Regions from separate parts of the Ovis aries genome. Here region 2 is linked to region 1. Evidence: chromatin contacts called from public Hi-C data. All regions are on one chromosome and are shown on one strand. Each heading gives the region's core, a stretch centred on a gene start, on an enhancer-like site or on the middle of the called end of the contact. The rest is flanking DNA. Distances are from core to core; before and after follow the strand shown. Region 1 holds the start of C23H18orf32 (chromosome 23 C18orf32 homolog). Region 2 overlaps MYO5B (myosin VB).

Evidence for each region. A called contact is a pair of places that touch in the nucleus more often than the background predicts.
Region 2: a Hi-C map of liver shows a contact between it and region 1, with 3 times the contacts expected there. The contact joins the enhancer-like site here to the promoter of C23H18orf32 in region 1. A contact is called at or near these places in 3 of 16 Hi-C or Micro-C datasets (liver and tail adipose tissue).

The regions. Positions count from the first base shown.
Region 1 is chr23:49,466,549-49,474,502 of ARS-UI_Ramb_v3.0, reverse strand. It overlaps C23H18orf32 (chromosome 23 C18orf32 homolog), which reads left to right and starts at 5,092. Exons shown (of 6, transcript XM_060405272.1): 1 at 5,092-6,007; 2 at 6,098-6,138; 3 at 6,588-6,722; 4 at 6,974-7,954. It overlaps LOC114110520 (small nucleolar RNA SNORD58), which reads left to right and starts at 6,209; the gene lies at 6,209-6,274. LOC114110519 (small nucleolar RNA SNORD58) reads left to right here and starts at 5,814; the gene lies at 5,814-5,879. It overlaps LOC114110521 (small nucleolar RNA SNORD58), which reads left to right and starts at 6,824; the gene lies at 6,824-6,889.
Region 2 is chr23:49,816,637-49,824,590 of ARS-UI_Ramb_v3.0, reverse strand. The region is part of intron 29 of MYO5B (myosin VB); the gene reads left to right. Among named protein-coding and RNA genes, the nearest start is that of ACAA2, 41 kb to the right of the region's middle. Within about 2 kb of position 3,915, at least 7 of the 54 cell types and tissues checked have an H3K27ac peak or open chromatin away from gene starts, as enhancers often do. A contact at or near this core is called in liver, where this site is marked.

The sequences.
Region 1 (7,954 bases), core at 3,843-6,342:
AAACCATAGCCTTGACTAAACGGACATTTGTTGGCAAAGTAATGTCTCTGCTTTTTAATATGCTATCTAGGTTGGTCATAACTTGTGTTTTATAGCAGTGGCTCAAAGATGGGATCTCTGACAAGATTAGGGTGTGAGCTGGGCTTGCAGTCCCCTAATCTCTTAGTCTTGGTGAACTTCTCTGATCTCTTTAATCTTGCCTCAAGTGGTCTCCTAGCTGCTGCTTCTTGAATAGCAACAGTTGGGATCCACCCTTTGGAACTCAGGGAAGGTCATGGAGGCTGGAGTCTTGCCCATAAGAAATGGGGGACAGAAAGGTCTCCGAACCTGGGAGTCCCACAGGCCTCCACTCAGTTTCACTCCCACCTTCTTCACCCTTACCAAACTCATATTACCTCATCTGCTACAGCTTTTCTGGTATTTTGCAGAATTTTCCAGACTCTAATCTGAGCTTTCTGGCCTTACCATTCCACCTAGTGTCAGAGCAAGAGGAGTCGTCCTTGACATTGCTTTCACTAGGGTCACCTTGATGAATGCAGCAGCAGTGGGCTGAGAAAGGGAGACTGTGACCTGGGCACAGAGAACATTGTAACAGCTGGAGGGAAGCTTGGCAGCCAGTCAAGAGCTGGACGGTCCTTGGAACTTCCCTGGCAGTCCAGTGGCTAAGACTCCACGCTCCCAAGGCAGGAGGCCTGGGTTTGATCCCTGGTCAGGGAACTAGACCCCCCAAATGCTGTAATGAAAGGTCCTTCATGCCACAAATAAGACCTGGCACAGCCCCCCTCCAAAAAAAGGAGAGCTGGATGGTCCAGAGGCAGGATGGAGAAGCACAGGCTAGCCATAGTGAGCCGAGGTGTTGCTGTTGTTCAGTCGCTTAGTCGAGTCCAACTCTTTGCAACCCTATGGACTGCAGCATGCCAGGCTTTCCTGTCCTTCACCATCTCCCGGAGCTTGCTCAAACTCATGCTCATGGAATTGACAATGCCATCCAACCATCTCATCCTCTGTCGTCCCCTTCTCCTCCTGCCCTCAATCTTTCCCAGCATCAGGGTCTCTTCTAATGAGTCAGCTCTTTCCATCAGGTGGCCAAAGTATTGGAGCTTCAGCTTCAGCATTAGTCTTTCCAATGAATATTCAGGATTGATTTCCTTTAGAATTGACTGGTTTGATTTCCTTGCAGTCCAAGGGACTCTCAAGAGTCTTCTTCAGCACCACAGTTCAGCAGCATCAATTCTTCACCATTCAGCCTTCTTTACGGTTCACTCTCACACTGGTACATGGCTACTGGAAAAACCAAAATGGACCTTTGTTGACAAAGTGATGTCTCTGCTTTTTCGTACAGTGTCTAGGTTTTTCATTGCTTTCCTTAAAGTGAAAGTGTTAGTTGCTAAGCCTTGTCCTACTCTTTGCTGAGCTCTATCTACGGAATCTTTGCAATGTTATTTATTGCATTTAATAGACTACGATTTCATGTAGAAGTAACTTTTTGTTTTTCTTTTTTGGCTAAGCCATTCAGCTTGTGGGATAATAGTTCTCTCACCAGGGATGGAACCCAGGCCCCCAGCAGTAGAAGATAGGAGTCCTAACCACTGGGCTGCCAGAGAATTCTCAATGACGTAAATTTTTTTATTTCTTCTTTTTTTTTTAACATGTACACACTGCTTTATTTATTTTTGGTGATGCTAGGTCTTCATTGCTGCACACAGCCTTTCTCTAGTTGCAGTACACAGGCTTATTGCAGTGGCTTCTCTTGTTGTGGAGCACCAACTCTAGGCTTGTGTGCTTCAGTAGTTGGAATACAGGGGCTCATTAATTGTGGCTTGCAGGCCATAGAGTGTACAGGCTTCAGTAGCTGTGGCACCTGGGCTCAGCTGCTCTGTGCCCTCTGGAATCTTCCCAGACCAGGGATTGAACCTGTGTCCCCTGCATTGGCAGGCAGATTTTTGTCCATTGTACCACCAGGAAAGATGCAACTTTTAAATGCACTGGGAAACCAAAAAAATCCATGTGACTTGCTTAATCACAGTGCTGTGAAACTGAACCCACAATATCTCAGAGGTATGCCTGTATTGAGAGAAGTGGAAGACTGTTACAGGTTCAGCTATGGGCTGGCAGCACAGTTAGGCAGGCTAATGAAGGTACCAACTTTTACAGCTTCAACTACAAAATCATGTGACTTTTACCAAAATTTCTTGAATTCATCTACCACTCTCCATTCTCTTTGCCAAAAAAATTAAACTGAACCTCATCAGTTCAAGCCACTCCCATCTTTTACCAGCCTCTGGCCTTGCCCCTGAGGCATCCCAAATTTCTTTCTATAGAGTGATCTTTTCAAAAGTTAATCTGGTCAGGTCACCTCTCCCATGCCCATCCCCAAAGGTTTAAACACTTTCAGAAGTCCCTCATTGACCTTGAAGATGAAAGTTGCTCAGTCATGTCTGACTCTGCGATCCCATGGACTAGACAGTCCATGGAATTCTCCAGGCCAGAATACTGGAGTGGGTAGCCTTTCCCTTCTCCAGGGGATCTTCCCAACTCAAAGAGCAAACCCAGGGCTTCTACACTGCAGGTCGATTCTTTACCAGATGAGCCACAAGAGAAGCCCGTTGACTTTAAGTTAAATTAAAAACTCCTTGACAGATAAATAGGGTCCCGCCAGATCAGGTTTGCCACTCGCCCTTACCTCTCCCCACCCACAACCAAAAGGAATCCAAGCCCTTGCAGTTCCCATAGCAGAATTTCTTGCTGGCAATAATAATTGTTTCTCTCTTACTGTATTGCCATGACCAGCTAGTTCCTTCTGGTCATTCATGGTGCAGTTGCCATGTCGTCCGCTCGGGAGAGGCTTTCCTACTCTACATGTTCACCCTACTTTAGCAATTTCACACTGTATTCTAACTGGCTGTTCACCTCCTAGTTACCTCTCTGTCTCTACCCTTATTCCAAGACTGTGGGTTCCTTGGCAGCCGAGGCTCTCCTAGTATTTGTTAGAGCATAACATCCAGCACAATGGCAGGCATATAAATGTTCGATCAATATTCATTGAATGGCTAAGTGAACAAATCAACTGATTGCTAAGGATGACCCCTATTTGCAGTATGCAATTGCTTTAATAATTAAGATTTCTTAGAAATAAATATAGTAAAATTAAAATATACTTTTCCCAGTACATGCAAAAGAAAGCCTGTTTTCCCTTGAGTATTTTCCCAAGGGTTTGTAAACTTGTGCCATGGACCTTTTTTATACTATGGTTTGTGAACCCCTTCACAGGATATTTTTGTGTGCATGTCCGACTCTTTGCAACCCCATGGACTGTAGCCCTCCAGACTCCTCTGTCCATGGGGATTCTCCAGGCAAGAACACTGGAATGGGTTGCCATGTCTTCTTCCAGGGGATCTTCCCAATCCAGGGATTGAACCCAGGTCTCCCACATTGCAGGCAGATTCTTCACCTTCTGAGCCACCAGGGAACTCCTGTATTTTTTAAATACAAATAATAAAATACTGTTACATAGGAACCAATATGATTGCTGTGTGGTTTGTTGCCTACATTCACAGTGGAGAAACATGCTAAATTTCAGATAGAAGTTCTAACCTCACTGTTTAACTAAACAGATTGGAGGAAAATATGTATCTCAAATACAATTTAAAGAGTTCACTTAAATTTTACAGAAAAGTCACTGAGGCTATAAAAGGAAGACACAAAGCGAAGTGCTAACGCCACCAGTGACCCTAAGTGAATAACCAGTAAGATGACGTGGGTGAGAAAATGCACCTTGGCATTTTTATTTTCCAGGAAAATAAATCTTTTGCCACATGAAGGTCTACAAGTTGCAGTGGGGAAACCAGACGGCAATCTTGAACGAGACGCTTCAGTTAGTACATACTTTATATGGGCTGCTTTACAATTGATTGTGTGATATTCTAAAACTGAGAATTTATGATTAACATAATTGCATCCCATCCTTTGGATCTCCCTAATTTTTCCTTTTGGGCTTCCCTGGTGGTCAGTGGTAAAGAACTTTCTGCCAACACAGGTGATGAGGGTTTAATCACTGGGTCACAAAGATCTGCTGGAGAAGGGGATGGCAACCCACCCCAGTATTCTTGCCTGGGAAATCCGATGAACAGAGGAGTCTGGTGGGCTACATTCCATGGTGTTGCAAAGAGTCAAATATGATTTAGTGACTAAACAACAACAACAGAGAATTGAACCTTTACAAATAATTTTCCTATAATCACATAACCAAACCTAATGAATCTTGATGAATAAATGTCTCATCTATACCTAAATAATATGTAGTATTGTCCTAGAACTACAAACTTGTTTCGCTTTGTTTTTATATTGGAGTATCCTTGATTACCTCATTTCACTTCCCTGGTGGCTCAGACTGTAAAGAGTCTGCCTACAATGAGGGAGACCAGGGTTCAGTCCCTGGGTTGGGAAGATCTCCTGGAGAAGGAAATGGCAACCCATTCTAGTATAATTGCCTGGAAAATCCCATGGACGGAGGAGCCTGGTAAGCTACAGTCTATGGGGTCGCAATGAGTCCGACCCGACTGAGCAACTTCACTTATCCTTGATTAAGTATGTTATGTTAATTTCAGATGTACAGCGAAATGATTCAGTTATACTTCTACATATGTATTTTTTTTTTCAAAAGTCTTTCCCAGTTAGGTTGTTACATTATACTGAGCAAAGTTCCTTGTGCTATACAGTAGGTCCTTGCTGGTTACACATTTTAAATAGAGCAGTGTGTACATGTCAATCCCAAACTCCCTAACTATCCCTCCCCGCCTACACTTCCCCCTTGGTAACTATAAGTTCGTTCTCTAAGTCTGTGACTCTATTTCTGTACAAACCTGTTTTTAATTGACAGATATTTAAAATACATAACTTTATTTCTGTATAAAAAAAGGAGAATTTTGACACGGTCCCTAAGCCTCTGATTCGTTTTCAGATCTTCTCAAACATTTTCCACATTCCCTTTCTCCTCCGCCTTCCCCCAAGTCTACAAATCTCGTTTCTTTTGGCTGGGACTCTCGCGAGATGTCGAGGTCTCATGAATTCTCCCATGAGCCACCGCTCTTCCTTTTCCGGTAAGCGGCCTGAGGTGAGTGTGTCTTCGGCATCTTTCTCTAGGGATGAATCCTCCGGTAATCCCTGCCATCCTGGCATTCTCGGCGCCAATTTCGAGACCCTCAGAAGAAGGATTCTCGCGCCTACTGATTCCTCCTTGGTGGAGCAGTTCTGTGCGGGGGGACGCGTCGGAGCCCCCGGCTCGGCGCCCCTGCGCTGTCGGGCCTCTACAGGCCGCAGTGGGCGAGAATGGGGGTGACGAGGTTAGAGGCCGGCTGTGGTCGGTGCCGACTCCTGAGGGCCAGTGTCTCGCGGTGAGTGGTGGCCGCGAACGCTGCGTATTTGGGGCCGAATGGAGAGAAAGTTTTTGGGGGAAATAAGGTCAAGTTGGGTCGAGGTTTACTCAGTGGCTGAACGTGAGTTGAACTGCGCTTAACGCGGATAATACCCTGAAAGTGTGTGGAAAGCTTGGCTTTGTTGCGAATCTGTGTGAGTAAAGGAGGTTATTGTAGAGGGGTGTCGTTAGGTCGCGTTAACTTTGACCTGAAGGGTCTGATGCTGAGCAGGGCGCTGGGCTGCTCCGCACGGATACTTGAATCCAGATTTGGATGGAAACGGGCTGTGTTTTCTTTCAGAGGGTTAGGGGAAGGGCGTCTGTGTCACTAGTCTTAGTGTCAACGCTGCTGTAGGCATCTAGTGGTAGCTGAGATGAAACTGGATTGAGAGGAGGATGGCTGCAATGATGGCATTTCTTAGGACACCTTTGGATTAATCATGAAAACAACTACTCTCTGAGCAGCTGTGGACAGAGTTTATAGTACATATTAAACTGTGAGTTGCTGTAAATACATGTTGACAGTTATTCTTGCTCCCAGGTGACTCCTAAAAATGGTGCGCTATTCACTTGACCCAGAAAACCCCACAAAATGTAAGTGAGCAAGCAGCTTTTCTTATTTTGGAGTATGAGGCACCCAGATACCAAGATTAACCCAAAAAATTTTTTTCTGGTATTTTTTAGCATGCAAATCAAGAGGTTCAAATCTTCGTGTACACTTTAAGGTATGTGAATCATAGTTATGCTCTGAAAGAGTTGTTCCTTGAGTATTTTTTAACCGTTCTGAAAAGGTAGCTGCGATGATGTGTTTCTTAGGACACCTTTGGATTCACCATGAAAATAAATCCATTTCTGAGCAGCCACCTTTTAATGAACACCTTGACTTAGGATTTGTGGAATTGGGTAAAATTACCAGAGAACTGCTTGAGAAACTAGTGCACAGATCAAGATGATAATGGAGAATATATTAACAGTGAATAAACAGGTTTAGGATTCACATTTCTCCACTTTCAAAGCAAGCCTCCCTGGCTCATAACAGATTGTGTAATATGTTTCAAGAAGGGAAAGGATTTGGCTCTTGATAAAGGTTGACACTTTGGAAATACTGGAATTTGTTTAAATCTGATTTTTTTTAAAGGGTAGCTAATTCACAGCTTACATTATTTATGTTTAGAACACTCGTGAAACTGCCCAGGCCATAAAGGGTATGCATATCCGAAAAGCCACCAAGTATCTGAAGGACGTCACGTTAAAGAAGCAGTGTGTGCCGTTCCGCCGCTACAACGGTGGAGTTGGCAGGTGTGCACAGGTAAGAGTTCCTAGTTGTCATTTAAAAAGACAGTTTGTTAGGGAAGGGAGTAGATAAAGTAAAAATGGCCAATGTCTTCCCTTTACTGAGGCTCCTTATGGTTGCTGTGATGACAGTCTTTGGGACACCTTTGGATTAACCATGAAAAAAAGCATGTTTTGAACAACCTTGATGTTGGTCGAAGTAGATTCATCGAGTAACATTGATTTAAATAGAGGGAAGTTACTAATAAACTCTCTTTTGTTTTTTAGGCCAAACAGTGGGGCTGGACTCAGGGTCGATGGCCCAAAAAGAGTGCTGAATTTTTACTACACATGCTCAAAAATGCAGAGAGTAATGCTGAACTTAAGGTACCCACACTATAAGCATCTTTACACACGCAGCTTGGGTTGTTGACTCAGTAACAGTTGTTGTCTGGATCTATTTTCTTGGTTGACTTGTTTTTACTTTGACTTGATGAAAGTAGCAAAATTTCCGATTAAAAGGACTATTTTAAATCTCTACTTTCAGTTTCCAACAGGAAAAAAGTTTCTTTTAATAAAGCAATTCAGGAGCATGGTCTGCAGTAATTTCAAGCCTAAAACTCTAGAATTACCCCCACACACAGACATAATCCCAGTACATGCAAGAGAAACGCTTTTTCTTACCTTGAGTATTTTACCAAGGGGTTGTAATCTTGTGCTGTGTTAGTGCTCAGTAGTGTCCAACTCTGTGACCCCGTGGACTGTAGCTGGCTAGGATCATCTGTCCATGGAATTCTCCATGCAAGAATACTGGAGTGGGATTGAACCAGGTTTCTTGCATTGCAGGCAGATTCTTTACCATCTGAGCCACCAGGGAAGCCTTTTTTATACTGAGGTTTGTGAACCCCTTCACAGCGTATATTTAAATACAAATAAATACAGTTACAAAGGAACCATATGATTGACATGTGGTTTGTTGCCTACATTCATAATGAAGAGATGTTAAATTTCAGAGGTCAAAACAGCACTGTGTAACTGAACAAATCTTGTACCAACTAAACAGATTTATCTATTTGAGCAGTTATCCTTTACCTTTTTGCATTTGCAAAACTGGGTTAGAACTGGAATTAATATAGGTCTGTTTAGCTGTAGCCCTTGTAGCTAATCCTTGCCATCATCAAGCTTAGACATAGATCCTTTGAGATTCCTGTAACTCCACTCCCTAATGAATACCACTTATAAAATAGGTGCAGATACCAGCACTGAGTT
Region 2 (7,954 bases), core at 2,666-5,165, 350 kb before region 1:
GCGGTCAGGGAGGACAGCAGTGGGCAGACGGGCAGGGCCGGAGGATTGGGATGTGATTGCCGGAACCCACCCAGCAAGCCCATCCTTTCCAGCAAAGGTGCTTTGAAGGCACAGTTGCTTTCGGTCTCCTACCATTTTCCTGTGATGGAGAGTGTTCTGGCTTAAATGTAAATTGTATTATGCAGGGACAGTTTTGGAGTTGGCATGGTTGGAAAATCTGTCCTCTCCCTAGAAAAACTTATGCTCGTAACACTGAATTTTTCTTAGGTTTCCAGAGAGACACACAGACACACACACACACACACCCAACCTGGTCACAGCCCCTCCAAAAGCACTGGTCCCCAAGTTCAGAACTTTTTCACTTGCTATCTTTCATAGTCTGTAGAGTTACTTTTCTGATCTTTGCCAATTGTGTCTTTTGTCCTCAAATGTAGGTCGAAAAGCCAGTGTTGAGAACCTGCTCTGAGAAAAGCTGCAGGAATAGGCATAGCACGTCTGTCTCCAGATGCTCTCTCATTTCACATCTGGGGACTCAGAGAAAACCAGCATCGTTATCAGCATTTTATAAATGGCAGAACTAGAGTAAAGAGAGGGCTGGTCCATGCCCCAGAGATGGGCTGTCACAGACAGGCTGGTGTTTGGAGAGACTGTCTTTTCAGAGCTGCCTGGAGCCAAGTCCATCAGGGAGAGATGGGTCAGAGGGCTGGGAGACAGAGCTTCCTGCTGCTCTGAAGCTGGCTTCTCCTCTGGGCATTCGAGGTGGGGGGCGGGGCGGGGCGGGGCGCAGAGCTGCAGGGGGCAGGGGTGTGGCCAGGGCTCAGACCTGGCTCCAGGAACCGGTTCCCTTAGTTGCTGGCCAGTTCCACCCACACCTTGCCAAGGTGGTGGACTCAGGGTGCATTCTTGGACCCTTCCTCAGGTCCCAGGAAACCTCCTCGTAGGCCCCCTCCACCCAGCAGGTGCTGAGAAATGACTGGAGCCCTGGGCATGAGAGCAGCTTTGCCATTGCCACCTGGGCTTGGGCAGCTGAGGGGTAGGGGGGAGTTGTCACCCACTAAGGGGTCTGTGCAGGAGAGTGGAGACCTTGTCCCACCAGGGAGGGGTTTGTGCAGCCGCCTTGGGGCGGGGTGGGGCCTTGGAGTTAGGGTTCCTTTGGCCTGGAGCCCCAGCAGCTGCAAGCTCTCCTGTTGGGCAGAAGGGGAACTTGATTATGCTCACAGACCCAGCTCGGCTGCTCCTGGCTGGAAGCTCTCAGCGTTTTCCCTGATGTTCCCCAAATGCTCTCGGCCCTCAGCCACCAGCACAGTTTGCTATGATTCCACGGCAAACAATACCTGTCCACAAGGAGTTCGCTGCTGCATGGCCAGGCCTGTCTGCGGTCTCAACATCCCTCTCACTTCTGGTGTTGGGGAGCCATCTCCCATTTCTCAGAGGTCCCAGAATCTCCTGGGCAGTGGGGTAGAAGGTCTGGGTGGGAACTAAAGACGGAGCACAAAGCAGTCTTTGTAGAATTGGGACACCGACTGTCTCGGAGCTGGCAGGAACCACACCTGTTCTGTTCATAGGACAGCAGGCTCTTACACTGGACCAAGGGCTGGTGGTCAGGTCCTGGTTCCCACAGTCTCCACAGAGGCAAAGTCATATTATCCCAGGCCTTTCCTGGTGCACGACTTTACGGTTTTAGGTTGTGTAATTATAGATCTAGAAGAAACTTCCCAGATAACTCAGCTGAGCACTTTCACTTTACACCTGAAGAAACAGGCTCGGGCGTGTGGGTGGTTAGCCCAGGTAGGAGCTTGTTAGCCAAGGGGAGTGGCTGCCATGTCTTGCCACCTCCCGTGTTCGGGCACTCTGCCTGCCTCTTACTCGTGTGTGTGTGTGTGGCCTCTTTGGGAACAAGGCTCAGCACAGTGAGACATATGAATATCAGTTCAGTTCAGTCGCTCAATCGTGTCCGACTCTTTGCGACCCTGTGGACTGCAGCACGCCAGGCCTCCCTGTCCATCACCAACTCCCAGAGCTTACTCAAACTCATGTCCATTGTGTTGGTGATGCCATCCAACCATCTCATCCTCTGTCGTCCACTTCTCCTCCCGCCTTCAATCTTGCCCAGCATCAGGAATACATAGGTTGATATTAAGTGACATCAAGGACTTATAACATTTAAGAAGTCAATTCTTGTGAGCTTGTTTGGGGTTTTCCTTCTTAAGCCACCAGGTGGCCTTCTCTCCCCAGCTCGTCACCCGTCCCTGCCCAGTGGTGTGGAAGGAGGGGAGGGAGACCCCTTCATGGGAAACAAAAAATAGGCCTGTAGCTGGTTGCTGCTGCTGCTGCTAAGTCACTTCAGTCGTGTCCGACTCTGTGCGACCCCATAGACAGCAGCCTACCAGGCTCCCCCGTCCCTGGGATTCTCCAGGCAAGAACACTGGAGTGGGTTGCCATTTCCTTCTCCAGTGCATGAAAGTGAAAAGTGAAAGTGAAGTCCCTCAGTCGTGTCCGACTCTTAGCGACCTCATGGACTGCAGCCTACCAGGCTCCTCCGTCCATGGGATTTTCCAGGCAAGGATACTGGAGTGGGGTGCCATTGCCTTTTCTGGAGCTGGTTGAGAGGTTCTTCATTTACTCATGTGTCTGACTTCCGGAGCTCAGTGGGATGACTGGGCTGCATGGTTCTCTACTCCAGTCTTTCTGCCCCATGCCTGGCATGTTATAAGAACGAGGGATGCAACCTTCCTCACCGCAGGGATCAGCAGCACATGTGCTCCCCTCGAGAGGGGGTCTCCTGGGAGCTGCAGGGGTGAAGGGACCCTCTGAGGCCTGGCAGCCCCTCCTCAGGGTCTGCAGGACCCAGCCAGGAAAGGACCTGAGAGCAAGGCCAGGAGACCTTGGGTTCTAGCCTGGGTATCAGTGTCAGGCAGGTAGCCTCCCCCTTGTTGTGTCCGCCCGTGTGGAGATGAGATAGTCAGGGATCTCCAGGGGCCCCTTCAGAAACAAACCCTGGGCCCACCTCTGGGCCCGACCCCACGCCGGCCGTCACTGTGCCTGGAGTTCCTGCCAGTGACCTGCCCTCTGGGTTAAAGCCACTAACACAGCAGCCACCAAAAGGCCCATGTTCAGTATTAAGGGTTAACACCCGAGAAGGGGAAGGCCTACGCTGTTTACTGGCCCCCCTCACACAGCCCAGGCCACGTGTGGATGTGCATGGGGAGTGAGACACACGTGTCAGCTGGGGAGGGGGCGGGGAGCTGGCACGATCTGGGGAAGCCAGGCCCGGGGAAAGGGCTGGGCCCTGAATCGGGGAGGTTCCAGGGCACACACCCAGCTGGTGGGAGGCAAGCATGGGCAGGAAGCAGAGGCCACAGAGCCTGCCCATCATTAGTGCTCCCTCAGCTCGTTCCGGACACTGCAGAGTTGGGCCTGTGCTGGGTGTGACCAGCTATGCCCGGGAGGTGGCCCACGCAAGCCCTGCTGCAGCTAGGCCCTTCCTCATGAGGAGGAGCTGGGGGGTGCGGGGGAGATGTGACAGGTAGCTGCACACCCCAGACTTCACACACATCCTGACCGACGGGGCATCTGGCGGCTGACCATGGCCAGAAATGCTCTGGGAACGACTGTCATCTCCTGAGAGTTAGGTTGCTGGTCTTGACCGCAAGCAGAGTGGACACAGCTCCTGCTTCCTGCTTCCTGCCAGGGCTCTGCCTGCTGCCCGCCACCCAGTCCTGCGGGTGTTTGAGGGTCTCGTGCATGCCCTGGGCTGGGCAGGGCTGGGGAGTCCATGCTGGGGGAGTCTGTGACATGTGCCTCCCTTCTTGGAGCTGCCTGGCCGGCATTGAGAAAACACAGGGCACACAGAGAAGACAAAGAACTAGAAAGTCAGAAACATTGCCCTCCTGCTTTTCCAGCTGAGTAAACTGGAGCAATGCAGTCCAGTCCCAAGGTCAAGGGGAGAAAGTTCACTACTCACGATGCCGGTCGCAAAGTTGCTGTTAGCGGTTTCTTGATGCCAGACTGCAGGGAGGACAGGAGTTGAGATGAGTTAATACTTTCGTGCCCTTGAGAAGTGACAGGAAGGGGACGCACGCTGACACACAGGCAGGATAGGTCGTCTCCTCCCCAGTCCTTGTGGAGCCGGGGTCCCCATGGCTGTGGCCCTGTGGCTCCGTGGATCTGACACCCGGGAGGCCACCACCCCCGCCCCGCATAGTCAGCCCACGCTCATCGCCTGCACCGTCCACCCCGCGTGGGTCCTCTCCTCCCTGCCCTGTTGCCTGGCCTCCCCGACTCGAACTTGCTTTTCCTGGTCATTCTGGTAAAGGGAGGGGCGATGAGGGAGCCCCTGTGAATGCCTCCACCCAGCCTGTGCTGCTGCAGTTCACAGAGCCTTCGGAACAGGTCCACCCTCTTACTCTGCCTTCAGCAGTGGGTCTTCCGGCCTGGAGCAATCAGAGGCCTCACGGGAGGGCGCGGGAGCCCACTCTCAGCACAGTGACCGGAAGCTGGGAGGCTGGAGGGAGATGGTGTTTGCAGGAGCCCAGATGCTGGTGATGTGAGGGGTAGGAGGGGGACTGGGCATTCTGGAACCTTCCCTCCTGCCTTTCCAAGCCTGGCTGCCCTTGTTTCCCTTTCCCCGGCCCTCTACTGCCCTCTCTCTCTCTTCCCCGTCTACACTGGATGCCCTGTTTTTCTGTCCTTTATTTCTAGCAAGACTGAGGATTGGGGCTACTTGAATGAAGATGGAGAGCTCGGCTTGGCCTACCAAGGCCTAAAGCAAGTTGCCAGGTCAAACGTGTGTCTTTCTTCCTGTGTCTGCTATTCTGCCTGCCATGTCTATGCTTGATTATTTTTCAGCTGGAGGGGATGCAAGGGTACAGTTCACTGGAGCGGGGCAGGGCAGGGAGGAGTGTCGGAGGGAAGCCCCTTGCATCGCTGTCTGTCACATTGTGTGGAGGCTGCTTGTTTACCTCACAGACAATAGCTCTTAATGGCTTACCGGAACCTTGAAAACCACCCGGTCCAGCTCCCTCACTCTGTGGGTGAAGGAACAGAGAGGGTTAGTTAACCTGCTTAGCAGGCTCTCAGGTCTCTAGAATGGTGGAAATTTAATTCTGGGACTCCTGAGTCTGTGCTGCTTCCATGCTCCATTTTGACCATCCTGCGTGCAGATCAGCCTAGAGCCCCGGCTACATCTGTGCTGCTGGCCCAGCTCCGGGCAGCCTGCCCTCCAGCACACGTGATGGTCCCCATGGTGGTAACTGCTTGGAGCTCACTAGGGCTGAGTGGCCCGGCCCCAGTGTGCTGCGGTGTCAGCGGGTCTGACCTCATGCCTGTGGGGTGAGGACCCTGGGGCTTGCAGGGAGTGAGGAACTTGCTGCCTACAAGGAAGATCCGGAATGTGGACCTGGTTCCATTTGCTACCAGAGTCTGAATCCAGCCCTTTGGCCATCAGCCCTAAGCAGTCTAGCACAGATTAGACAAACCTAGACAGTGTAATTAAATAAGCAAAGACATCACTTTGCCAACAAAGGTCTGTGTTAGTCAAACCTATGGTTTTTCCAGTAGTTGTGTATGGATGTGAGAGTTGGACTATAAAGAAAGCTGAGCGCTGAAGAATTGATGCTTTTGAAGTGTGGTGTTGGAGAAGACTCTTGAGAGTCCCTTGGACAGCAAGGAGATCAAACCAGTCAATCCTATAGGAAATCAGTCCTGAATAGCCATTGGAAGGCCTGATGCTGAAGCTCCAATGTTTTGGCCACCTGACGTGAACAGCTGACTCATTGGAAAAGACCCTGATGCAGGGAAAAATTGAAGGCGGGAGGAGAAGGGGATGACAGAGGATGAGATGGTTGAATGGTATCACTGACTCGATGAACGTGAGTTTGAGCAAGCTTCAGGAGTTGGTGATGGACAGGGAGGCCTGGCACGCTGCAGTCCATGGGGTCGCAAAGAGTCAGACATGACTGAGTGACTGAACTGAGCTGATGTGAAAAGCCAACTCATTGGAAGAGACCCTGATTCTGGGAAAGACTGAAGGCAGGAGGAGAAGGGGGTGACAGAGGATGAGATGGTTGGATGGCATCACCGATTCAATGGACATGAATTTGGGCAAATTCCAGGAAATGGTGAGGGACAGGGAGGACAGAAGGTGCTGCAGGGCACCAGTTCACAAAGAGGCAGACATGACTCAGCAACAGAGCACCAACAGTAGCACAGCCCGCCCGTCATGTCCCGCTTCTGCGGCCAGCACATGGCTGCTCAGGGCTTTGGCACAGCGTCACACACCTGAGACTGCCAACAGCAGAGGGGGCGGAGGTCCTCAGGCTTGTTTCCCAGAAGAGAAAACAGGCTCAGCGAGGTGGGGTGAGGGCCATGCTGGCACCCTCGGCCTGATGCTGGCAGAGCTGGGCCAGGAACCTAGGGCCTCGAGCGCCGTCTTCCGAGTTCTGCCTGCCAAGGACATCTCCAAGGTCCTGGAGCAGCACCAAGAGCCTCTCTTATTGGCAAAAGAAAGTTCAGGTCGGCTGGCTCTCGCAGCCGTGTGTCTCCTGGCTATGGGTTCGAACTTGGCCCCACCTGTGAGCCACGTGACATCTGGCTCCATTTTCTCACTGGTAGAATGTGGATCAGAATCAGACCTTCCTTCTCAGGTTGTTGTCAGGAATAGATGCAGGGGACGCACTCTGTACACACACCTGGCGTGGAGGAAGCACGGGATAAATACTAGCTGCTGCTTGTATTATAACAGCTATTTTGGAGTAAGATCAAATTCCTGCCCCATCTAGATGTTTGCTTTATTTTGGTTTGGGAACGGAAATTGGATGTGCTTTGATATGTAATGAATTTATTAATCAAGTGAAGAAGGCACAGCCCGATGATGCATCAGGACACCTGCCCAACCTGCCCTGGGACATGGCCTCAGACCTGTCTTGGGTTTAGTGGTCTCACCTGCCAGATGAGGTGGCCAGCCTGGGGCTGGGGCAGAGGTTCTCAGGCCTTGCACAGAACCCTGGCAGTAAGCTCACTCACAGTACAAAGTGGGAACTGATCGTTTGGGTAGAGTTCCTAGAACCCGAGCATTCTAGTCTATTTCTCTCATTAAGCTTGCTGGTGATTACTTTCAGTTTATCGTAAGCCAAGATGGGATGTTATCTAAATATTGTGTGTCCCCCTAAAAGTGCTGGCTTAATTGCCAAATTATTTTCCACAAAACCCTCATTATTGCTTTCCTTTGGTGATGAGTGAGTGACTCGGTCGTCCCTCCGTCATCCCTTTGTTCGTTTGTGTCACTTTGCTGAGCTGGCCCCCAGAGCCTAGCATTGCCCCTGATGCTGCTGTGGAGCTGACCAGACATGCGGCTCTGTCCACCTGGGACTTTACAGTGGAGACGTTCCCCTTTCTCTCGCTCCCTACCCCCTTGGGGCCGTTAGCACTTCCCAGACTGACCGCAGAAATAGCAGAATCATATGGTACTTCCAGTCATCATCTTTATCTGCATCTCAGGAAGAGGATGGCCCCAGTTGGGAGGCGTTTGATGAAAGTTTCTTTAAATTGTTAAGCCTGGGAAGATAGCACCATAGTCACAAAATCAGTAATTAACCTCTTAATGAGGACGCTGCTTCAGAGCCTTCCTTAATTCCTGACCTTGCAGATGAAATGGGGGGTCTCCCAGAATTGTCCCAACTGTCTCCCAGAACTTCTCCCGCACCTTCCCCGGATCTTCTCTAGGTGTTTCTGCCACTTGTCATGACAGCGGTGGATCTTAAACCTCCCCCTGATCGTTTGCAACTAGTCTTAGCTTCTGTTTGGACTGTGGAAAAATGTGTATAAAAGGCCAGAGATGAAGTGGGCGGGGCGGGTGGGTGGTCATAATGGTTAGGTAAATAAAAAGAATTAAAAAAATAAAAATAAAAAGAGATCTAATACTTTGCCTTTCTCAAACTTGCAGAGAACCTTCTAA